Linked DNA regions of Triticum aestivum: region 2 is linked to region 1. Evidence: chromatin contacts called from public Hi-C data. All regions are on one chromosome and are shown on one strand. The core of a region is the stretch at or near the end of the contact, and the rest is flanking DNA. Distances in the headings are between cores, read along the strand shown.

What was found. Hi-C and Micro-C count contacts between places; a contact is called where the count stands out from the background.
Region 2: a contact with region 1 is called in a Hi-C map of leaf, with 2.1 times the contacts expected there. The contact joins the promoter of LOC123069045 here to the enhancer-like site in region 1. A contact is called at or near these places in 2 of 5 Hi-C or Micro-C datasets (leaf and root).

Annotation. Positions count from the first base shown.
Region 1 is chr3B:143,315,785-143,320,450 of IWGSC CS RefSeq v2.1, reverse strand. It overlaps the pseudogene LOC123069044. Among protein-coding and RNA genes, the nearest start is that of LOC123065049, 12 kb to the left of the region's middle. Within about 2 kb of position 2,425, at least 1 of the 8 cell types and tissues checked has an H3K27ac peak or open chromatin away from gene starts, as enhancers often do. A contact at or near this core is called in leaf, where this site is marked.
Region 2 is chr3B:143,373,317-143,377,982 of IWGSC CS RefSeq v2.1, reverse strand. LOC123069045 (protein FAR1-RELATED SEQUENCE 3) reads right to left here and starts at 2,451. Exons shown (of 5, transcript XM_044491781.1): 1 at 2,174-2,451; 2 at 1,704-2,048; 3 at 779-1,149; 4 at 411-669; 5 at 1-307. The coding sequence starts at 641.

The DNA.
Region 1 (4,666 bases), core at 1,176-3,675:
AGCCTGGCGACGTCCTCGCGCAGGCGGCGCATCTCCTGGTGCTGCGCCAGGGCCTCGCGCTTGGAGGGGCAGCGGCCGCTGCCGGAGTGGAGGTCCAGCGCCGCCGCCGGGCTGCAGGGGACCCTGGCGCCGCTGAACGAGGCGCCCAGGTCGGCGAGGCGGTTGAGCTTGCCGTGCTCCGAGAAGAGCACCTGCATCACGGAGCACACCGGCAGCCGGTCGTTCTGGACCGCGTGCGCCGCCGCCTCCGCCGACAGCTTCCGCGCGTCGATCAGCCTCCACATCGACTTTGCGGTCCTCTTTCCCGGTGCCCGGATGCGCCTGGTACATGAGTCGAAATTGGAAATGAACAAACTTTTGTGATCCGGCTTGCGGAAAATTCTCAAATTGTGAAGTACTCCCTCCGCTCCTAAATATTTGTCTTTCTACAGATTTCAACAACTGACTACATAAGGATGTATATAGACATATTTTAGAGTGTAAATTCACTTATTTTGCTCCGTATATAGTCACTTGTTGAAATATCTAAAAAGACAAATATTTAGGAACGGAGGGAGTAACACATTACATTCAGAGTAATGAACAAAAGGCATGTCATCATCGTGGCCCCTTCTTCATCAAAGTCAAACAAACCTTGTTGTAGATAGTCGACGAGTCACTGTGCTAAGACTCCATAGAACTAGCACTAAACACGATAATGAACAAAAGCACAAATCAAAAAATCCAACTCATAGACACACAAACGCAGACGAACGTAAACCAAATCTAAGCAAATCCACTGAAGACCAACATTGACTGAATCAGACGATACCGTCGTTGGAGACACACCCTTCGTCGACGCTAAATGCACCGTCGGGACGGGGTGCTAGGCGAAAAGAACCATATTTTATCTTCAGAGAGCCTTTGCCGTCTCATTTTTTTTAGTAAGATACAAACCCTAACCAAACTAAGAAAAACATCAAAAAACAAAGTCCTTCCGTCATCAAGGGTCGGGACCCATCGCACGGCCACAGGAGATGAGGCAAATTGGCGTTGCCGCCGCCGGGAGACAGGGAGCCACGTCACATGTTCGCTTCGAGTTGCCAACAGTCTAATTTTGCCAGAAAGTTTGATTATTTGCCACACTTTTTCCCCACCACTTTGATAATTTCTCCAGAGAAGGATTGGTGGGGTCCCGAGTACCCTCCATTGACACAATATACGGCAAATTATCAAACACCCAAATAATGTGAATGATCCAAAGGACGTGGAGTATGTGATCCCGAGCTCAAGTGATCCAGGATGAATAGTAAAATCCAAAAATTATATTTTGAAAATTAAAAAAAACCTGCTTTTTCGGCTAGAAACATTGTTTTATTTCTACATGCATGCAAAAGTTTCATGATGAAATTACATTTGTGGAGGTGTTGGCAAAAAAAAAGTAATTTCATCATGAAATTTTGCATGCATGTAGAAAACACATCATTGTTTTTGGTAAAAAAAATTCATATTTTTAAATTTATTTTTTACTATTTTTTGGATTTTACCATTCATTCGGGATCACTTGAGCTCGGGATCATATGAGTACTTTTGTTGATCCAAAGACCTAAGTTTTGCATGGTACACACAAGGAACGGACTATATGTAGGGCCTTTGAAAAAAAACATCGTAAGTGGATTTTGCCCTCGTGGTTGGATAGAAATTGAACGGTTGGGCACTCTTCTTCCTCCTCTAGCCCAACCCCTCAGGGGTTCTTTGGATTGCAGGAATTTAGGAACGTAGAAATAGAAAAAACGTAGGATTGAGATGCCACGTCCAATGAATTCCAACATGATTTTAAAGCACATGAATTTTGTAAGATGTATCTTTGGATGGTGCAAGGAAATGAACGCAAGAATTTTGGAGAATTGAGGCGTTAGAGTAAAGAGAGATAAAGCTGATATAATACAAATTCAGAAGGGTCACCAACTAAGCGTTCACCTCCAGGTAAAAGACCGAGAAAACTTAAAATGCAACCGTAGAAGTTGTTTCAAAAAAAAAGATGCAACCGTAGAACTGAGCATGCCTTACATTCTAAATATACTAAACCTGGCCAGGTTTAGTTTACCAGGTTTTTTTTTTGACTTTTTCTTATCAGTAAAAACTTGACCAACCAAGCCATGACACGTGATTTACTGGGGATCTGGGATAGTACATCTTCGGGTGGATTTAGCAGTTCCCCCGAAAGAATCGTGGGCAGTTTGCTGTTGGCCTACATGCCTGTTCGATCGGCCTGTCCCCCCATTGACTGCATGCAGGGCTCAACTGATTCGGCGATTTGACTATGAGCTCTTCCACAGCGTTTTTTCTTCTTCTTTTATAAATTTGTTTCCTCATGCATGCATGTGCCTTTGTGTCGCTCAACCCTTCCGACAGGTTCGTTCTTTTTCCTCGCGTCTTTAGCCGTTCTATTGAGAGGATGCCACGTATGCGTCTGTTTACGATTTGGCTACGTTCTGTACAGGCGGTTGCCGCTTCTGTGGCGAGTTCTGGTCGCGTACATCTAGATCTGTAAGCATCGAGTAACTCTCTCTTCGATTGGTGTCTAATAGCTTAGAGAATCAATTCAAATCTGGAAAAGGAAGAACAGAGGAACAACGCACACCAGCCATATCTATCCTATCTAGTCGGCCGAAGCCATTCCGTCCGTCCCATCCGTTACAAGTGTCTTATGCGTACTTATACACAGGTCTATTAGACCCATTCCGGCCCAACTAACCGAGCAGGCCGCTTATGGACCCCCCCGGGCCTGGCCTTGTCGTTGCTTGCCGGATCGCCCTGTAGCTGATCACGCCTTGTCGATGCAGCGATAGCAGAGTCGCTGACAATCCCTCCTGGAACCGAAGCGGCTTGCCCCCAAGCCGGAGCCCGAGGAAAATTTTGCTTCAGTGTTTCCTGGTCTTCCCAGGTTGCCATGGATTCAGGCGAATTGCTCCACTTGATCAACACTTGAGCGATCGACTTGTTTCCTCGCTGAACCAGGCGGCGATCAAGGACTCTGGCTGGGACCTTTTCTGTAATTGGAAAAGGGCCGAAGTATTTGAAAGCCAACTTATGATTTGCCCGCGGAGTGATAGAAGATTGAATGTAAGGTTGCATCTTGAGAAAAACAGAGTCACCCACTTCAAATGATCTTTCAGTGCGATGTTTGTCAGCTTGTACTTTCATGCGTTGCTGGGCTCGCAGCAACTGCTGTTTAACTGACTCCATGATCACATGACGGTCCTCTAACCACTGATGAACATCAGAACTGGCAATCGCATCGGCAGGAGCAATACCAAAGTAACGAGGTGCATGCCCATAGACCACCTCAAACGGGGAATGACCTGTGGACGAATGCCAATTGGAATTGTACCACAGCTCGCAAAGCGGAAGCCATTGCGACCAACGATGGGGATGAGCGCTGATAAAACAACGAAGATATCCCTCGACTTGTTGATTGACGCGTTCTGTTTGCCCATCTGTCTGGGGATGCTGGCCTGAACTCATTCGGAGCTTGATGCCCATTCTGTTGCAGAATTCTTTCCAAAAAGAGCTAGTGAAAATTGGATCACGATCTAACACCAAGGACACTGGTAATCCATGAAGATGGTACACACGATCCAAGAAAGCTTCTGCTACTGTACTGGCAGTGTAAGGGTGCTTCAGAGCAATAAAGTGACCGTACTTGGACAATTTGTCGATGACCACCAAGATACAGTTAAACTGTCGAGATGGAGGCAACCCTTCAATGAAATCCATCATCATCATTTCCCATGGTTTGGAGGGTATTGGTAGTGGCTGCAATAATCATGGGTATGGTACCCGCTCAGGTTTAGCTAGCTGGCAAGTTTCACACTGTTGCAAAACAGATTTGATCATGGTTTTCATATTCTTCCAGTAAAATAGTTGAGAAATTCTTCTGAATGTTACTGGAAAACCAGAGTGGCCACCAGCTGAACTAGCATGCAAGTTACTAATGATTTTGCGTTGCAACTGATCATCTGCACCAATCCAGATCCTCTTCTTATATCTCAATAGCCCATCATGTAATGTAAACTTTGGATCAGCATCAGGATCAATAGTTAATTTCTGCAGAATGGCCTGAGCAGCCATGTCAGCTGAATAGCTCTGTATGATCTCTTGTATCCAAGCAGGCTGAACTGACGATGTCATGTAACAGTCTGCTGCTGGGTGAGGTCTGCGAGATAAAGCATCTGCAGCTCGATTATCTGATCCCTTCCTGTATACTATCTGATAGTTCAAACCCATCAATTTGGTAAGTGCTTTTTGCTGCCAAGCTGTATGCAATCGTTGCTCTGTCAAACTGACCAAGGCTCTCTGATCAGTTACTATCTGAAACTCCTTGAGTTGCAAATAAGAGCGCCACTATTCTATAGCTAGCAAGATGGCTAAGAACTCCTTTTCATACACTGAGAGAGTCTGATTGCGTGGGCCCAACGCCTTGCTGACAAAAGCAAGAGGATGTCCCTCTTGCATTAAAACTGCTCCAATACCACGGTCACTAGCATCTGTCTCAATGGTGAATACTTTCTTGAAATCAGGCAAGGCCAACACTGGGGCAGTTACTAATGCATTCTTCAGAGTTTGGAAGGCTGTTTCTTCTATGCTAGTCCACACGAATATGTTGCCCTTGCGCAGAAGATTG
Region 2 (4,666 bases), core at 1,202-3,701, 58 kb before region 1:
CTGTAGCCAACTCTATATCAGACAAACCAAGCCCATCCCTCATGGCGGCAACTGGCTCGACCTGCACTTTGACATCTCGCATTTTCTCCATAGCAAATGCACATGCTTCCACATTGCTGTCGCCTAACTTAACGGCATCAAGCGCTAGCAGGTACAAAGTGTTGCGTTGACGAGAAGAATACTTCAGCGGTCGATGATCCTTCTGGTAGCGCAGATACTCTGGCGGTAGTATATCTCTTGCATATCTAGTCCATCGCCTGAGCACATGCTTCGCAGGGAGCTCATGCAAATTCAGGTGTATCATGACCTGAACATAGCAGTCAAAAAACACATCAATTTTCTAGTGATTTTCATCCATGCCCATCTAGAGAAAGTGATTGTAAGTAAGGAAGAGGATCTGGGGCACCTACCTTAAGTGCATGGCTGCAAACCATTGCATAGTGCTCGAATGTCCCACACTCGCACCCGAACTCATCAGCCGACTCGCTCACGGAGATCACAAACTCATTCTTGCACCGCTTTTCCCTCGACTGAAATTTGATGTGCCTAGCAATGTACTCCAAATGCGGCTTGACTTCTACTAGATCATACAACCCAGGTTCATACAGCGCTGGTATAAACCTGCGCTGCATGCACCTCATTTGGGATATTTTGCTTCAGGACAACCCACTGCAAATGACAACCGCATCAAAATGAAATCAGTTTCGATAAGCATCTTCTTATTGTAACGACAACAATGCAACATCACCCAAATAAACAGAGACATATTCGAACTTACTAGTTTTGTCCTTTTCTCCTGGTAACTTTCTTCTGAGTCACGGTCAAATTGCATTTTTCTCATACTGCCTGATGAACAAGTGCATGGGGCACCCTGGTGGTACATACCCTTTCAGTAGGTGGTTTGCACTCTCACTTCTCTGCCTACACAATCTCCTGCATGCATTTTTTCCGGTGTACATTCAGACGGCCTCCCAGGAATACATACTGTAAAACTCGTAGCCTTCTTCGACAGAATCAAAACTAGTCCCAATCGATGGATTGCCAACATTTCCTGATTTTTTATCGACATATGCACGGACAGAAGCTTCAAGGGGAGGCATCCTTGAAGGGCTCGGCTCCCTCTCATCCTTTGCCTTCCCAACTCTGACCCTGCAAGCAATGGCACATCAAGCAGTCAGAAATCAAGTTCAATGAGGAACGACAAATTAAGTGGTGATGATGGTTTTTAATGCCCAATACATGAAAAGGGGGATGGATACGGTGTTCCAATACACTTGGTGTTATACATAAAAAATCAATGAATAGTCGTGGGAACATAATTATCGAACATATATATGTGGCTATACAATTATCAGGAACAGATTCAGAAAATCTTCATTTCAACAAACAAACAAAAAAGGCAGATGGCGGCGTCCATCCAGTGTGCAAAATCATCCATTTTTATGAACTGATGCATTAGCCATGACATAACATCTATTTTTTTAAATCTAAATATGATCGTACCTACCGCGCTGCCCTCCCATGTTGCTACTACAATATCGTTATTTTTTCAAGTTTTTGCAATACTCATAATGGTGACTAATTTCAGTTTGGATGACAGCATTTGGAACAAAACTATCAGCAAAAATTGAGAAGCATATATTTGAGGAAAAAATCACCAACAAAAAACGAAACAGTTTCATGCTGATAAATAACAAAATCACCTCCTGGTCCAAGAAGATTGATTCGTATTGGTTACTCCCACGCCCTCCTCGTCCGCACCCTCGTTCCCGGCATCAGACGCAATATATGAATCGTCTATCTCGCAGGAATCATCCATCCCTTCGCCGCCAAGATCATACGAGCCGCACACACCCCTCCCAGTGCGCACTGTTTCACCAATATCCTCGCCCCCTTTGTAATCCATGCGGCCTCCAGCTGGTCTTATCGGCACAGAAGAAATCAGGTCCTCCTAGGCATCGCCAGTTCCACTCGTGTCGCCCTCAGCCAATTGTGCGCCGGCAACTAGATCTCTTAAGACAACTCCGGCATCGAAACGCGGTACAAGCCTGCACAGAGAAACGAGAACCACCCAGATCTGAGTTTAGAAGAACAAGATGGGAGGAAACTTGAATCCAGATCGACTTCCTCCAGCCCTGCAACAGGAGAAATAGGAATGTTTTCAGAAGATTACCCTGCTCCAGATTCCTCGAAGAAGAACTCCATGCCATCCATGGCGAGAATCGCCAATCACCCAGGTGCGGTATGTATGTTCTGCTTCTTGGTCGACTACCCAAACACGACCACGCACTGCTTAATGAGAGTCGCTGTCATTGAACGGGACCAGTAGATACATTTATTTACCATACCAAACACCTGCGACAGCCCGTGTAGTGGGCCAAATTCAAAGCCGCCCAGACGGAACAGCTGTTCTCGCGAGGTAGCTGCGAAATCGTAGGCCCACGTAGAAATCCTGAACAGGAGCAGGCGGCACTGCTGTATATCTACCAAAATAGAAGTCGTATATAGTAAAAAGGGTAGAGACTACGCATCACGACGCCAGAACTAGCGACGGAGATAGCGGGCTCCATGCAGCTCGTCCGCCAAAACGCCCTTCTCCTTCTGTCGTTGCTAGCTTATAGTAGTATTTGCTTTTCTATAGTAAACTGAACCATGGCCTGCTCCTGCTGCCGTTGCTAGCTTATGTTTGCTTTTCTATAGTAAAATGAGCCATGACCTGCTGCTGCCGCCGCTGAAATTGAAACTCAACTGAACCATGTCTTGCTGCTGCTTCCGTTGCTGGATGCCGCCGCTACCTGCTGTCGTTGCTAGATGCCACTGCTGACGCCTGCCAGCACAGCGGCACACAGTTTCTTCAGAACTGAAGCGGTGAAGCCCACATGCCACAGTAAACAAAATCCATCCATGTCGTGCGCTGCTGGACGAGAGGATCGCATAAGCGTGTTGATTCTGGATGAGGCGGCCTTCGCGCGACGCGCGCTTCGGGAAAGACGCGGACTCTCGCGGATCGCAGGAAGCGGGGCATGCGGGTGAGGTCCGTGCTCTCCTTCAACTGTGGCGACAGCTGCGGCAGCGAAACAACCGCGGCGAGGGAGGCGTCAGGTAAGGCGCGCTTGGTGACGGCCTTGTGGGAGACGGGGCGGACGGTTAGCGCCGGGGCCGTGTCCACGCAGCGGTCGTGGGTCGGCGGCCGATCCCGGGAGGCCGAGGCGGACCCCACATCGCCGCCTGGATTGGGGTGGGGAGGACGAGCAGCAGGAGGACGACGCAGGGGTGGGAGCGGCGGCGGAGAGGCGAAATCGCAACGGGTGGGGCCGGGGAGTGGAGGAGACAACGAGGATATGATGGCTCCGACAAGGTGGCACGTGACGCACGGCGGGGCGATGTGGCGTGATCCTGCGGCCAAGAACCGGCCGCTCGTTTCATCTAAATAATGCGCGTGCACTTTTAAGTTTTTAGGGAGAAATAATACATATGCAATCTCGTACTACGTATACTTACTATACCGTACTCAGTACTACGGGTATGCCAGCTGTGCACAGTACGCAGTCGCCCCGCCCCAAGGTCGGACGAAGAAACGGCGCCCTGCCGTCGGCCCGGCCCCACCAACCAGCCTCACACGCCCGGCCCCCACGTGCCCCTCACGTGTCGAGTTTGAACAAACCCACCCCAACCCAACGACTCTCTCTGCCCACCTCCACGTCCCATCTCCTGTCGACTGTTGCGCATAGAGACTTGCACGCAAACGCTCCTCCTCCGGCAGAAGAAAGCCAGAAATAATCGAGGTAAAAGCATCCCAGGTATCCCAACTTGCATAGAATGTGATGTTTTAATCTCAAATTTGCAAAATAACTCCACCACCCAGTGGCGGTGCCAGGATCAGAAGTCAGTGATGTCATTTCAAATCTGTGGTGTCAAATATATGTATTTTCATTAATTTTATAAAAAAAATTACATGATTTCTACTTGTGTACAAAGGATTTGCCAAAAATCTGTGTGGTCAATTGACCACAGTGCTCTCAACGTGGCTTTGCCACTGACCATACCCCAACTTGCACTGGATGTAATAATTTAGTCCCCGGCCTATCACAGCATGACAAATGGCAGCCAGGTGGATGGACCTGTCGTCACCCGCACTTTTGCAAAAAAACACCCTGCCGTTTTGCCTAATCAACCCGCGCTACAGGAGAGCACCTGAATTAATTGTGCCTAAAATCCACCTCGCGTCCGTTCGAGGATATAGTTGCTGTCCATTCAAATAACATTAGCACGACCATTCAATTAACTGAAACTGCACTGCATATAGCATTAGCATTAACTGAAACAGACCAGTGTTTGATCAATATGCAGGCAGTTAGGTAGTTAATCTGTTACCGAACGTAATGCACTACAGAAACAAAAATGAACCGATAGATAGTATAAACTACATAAGAATTGGTCGGTGTACTAGATAGAGGACTCAGTAACTATAATCAGCAATACTTTATCTACCTTATTAATGGCTCCTTTGTCACCACCTTTCTCCAAGGCAGTGATATTTGGTGCATCCAGTGTGATGGTTATTTGTTTCATCCCTTGTCTGAGTAAACTGCAGGCATATCTGTGAAAAAGAGCATCTGATTTTAAGTTCATAAAATTGGTCAAATATCGCCATAAGCATCAAAAC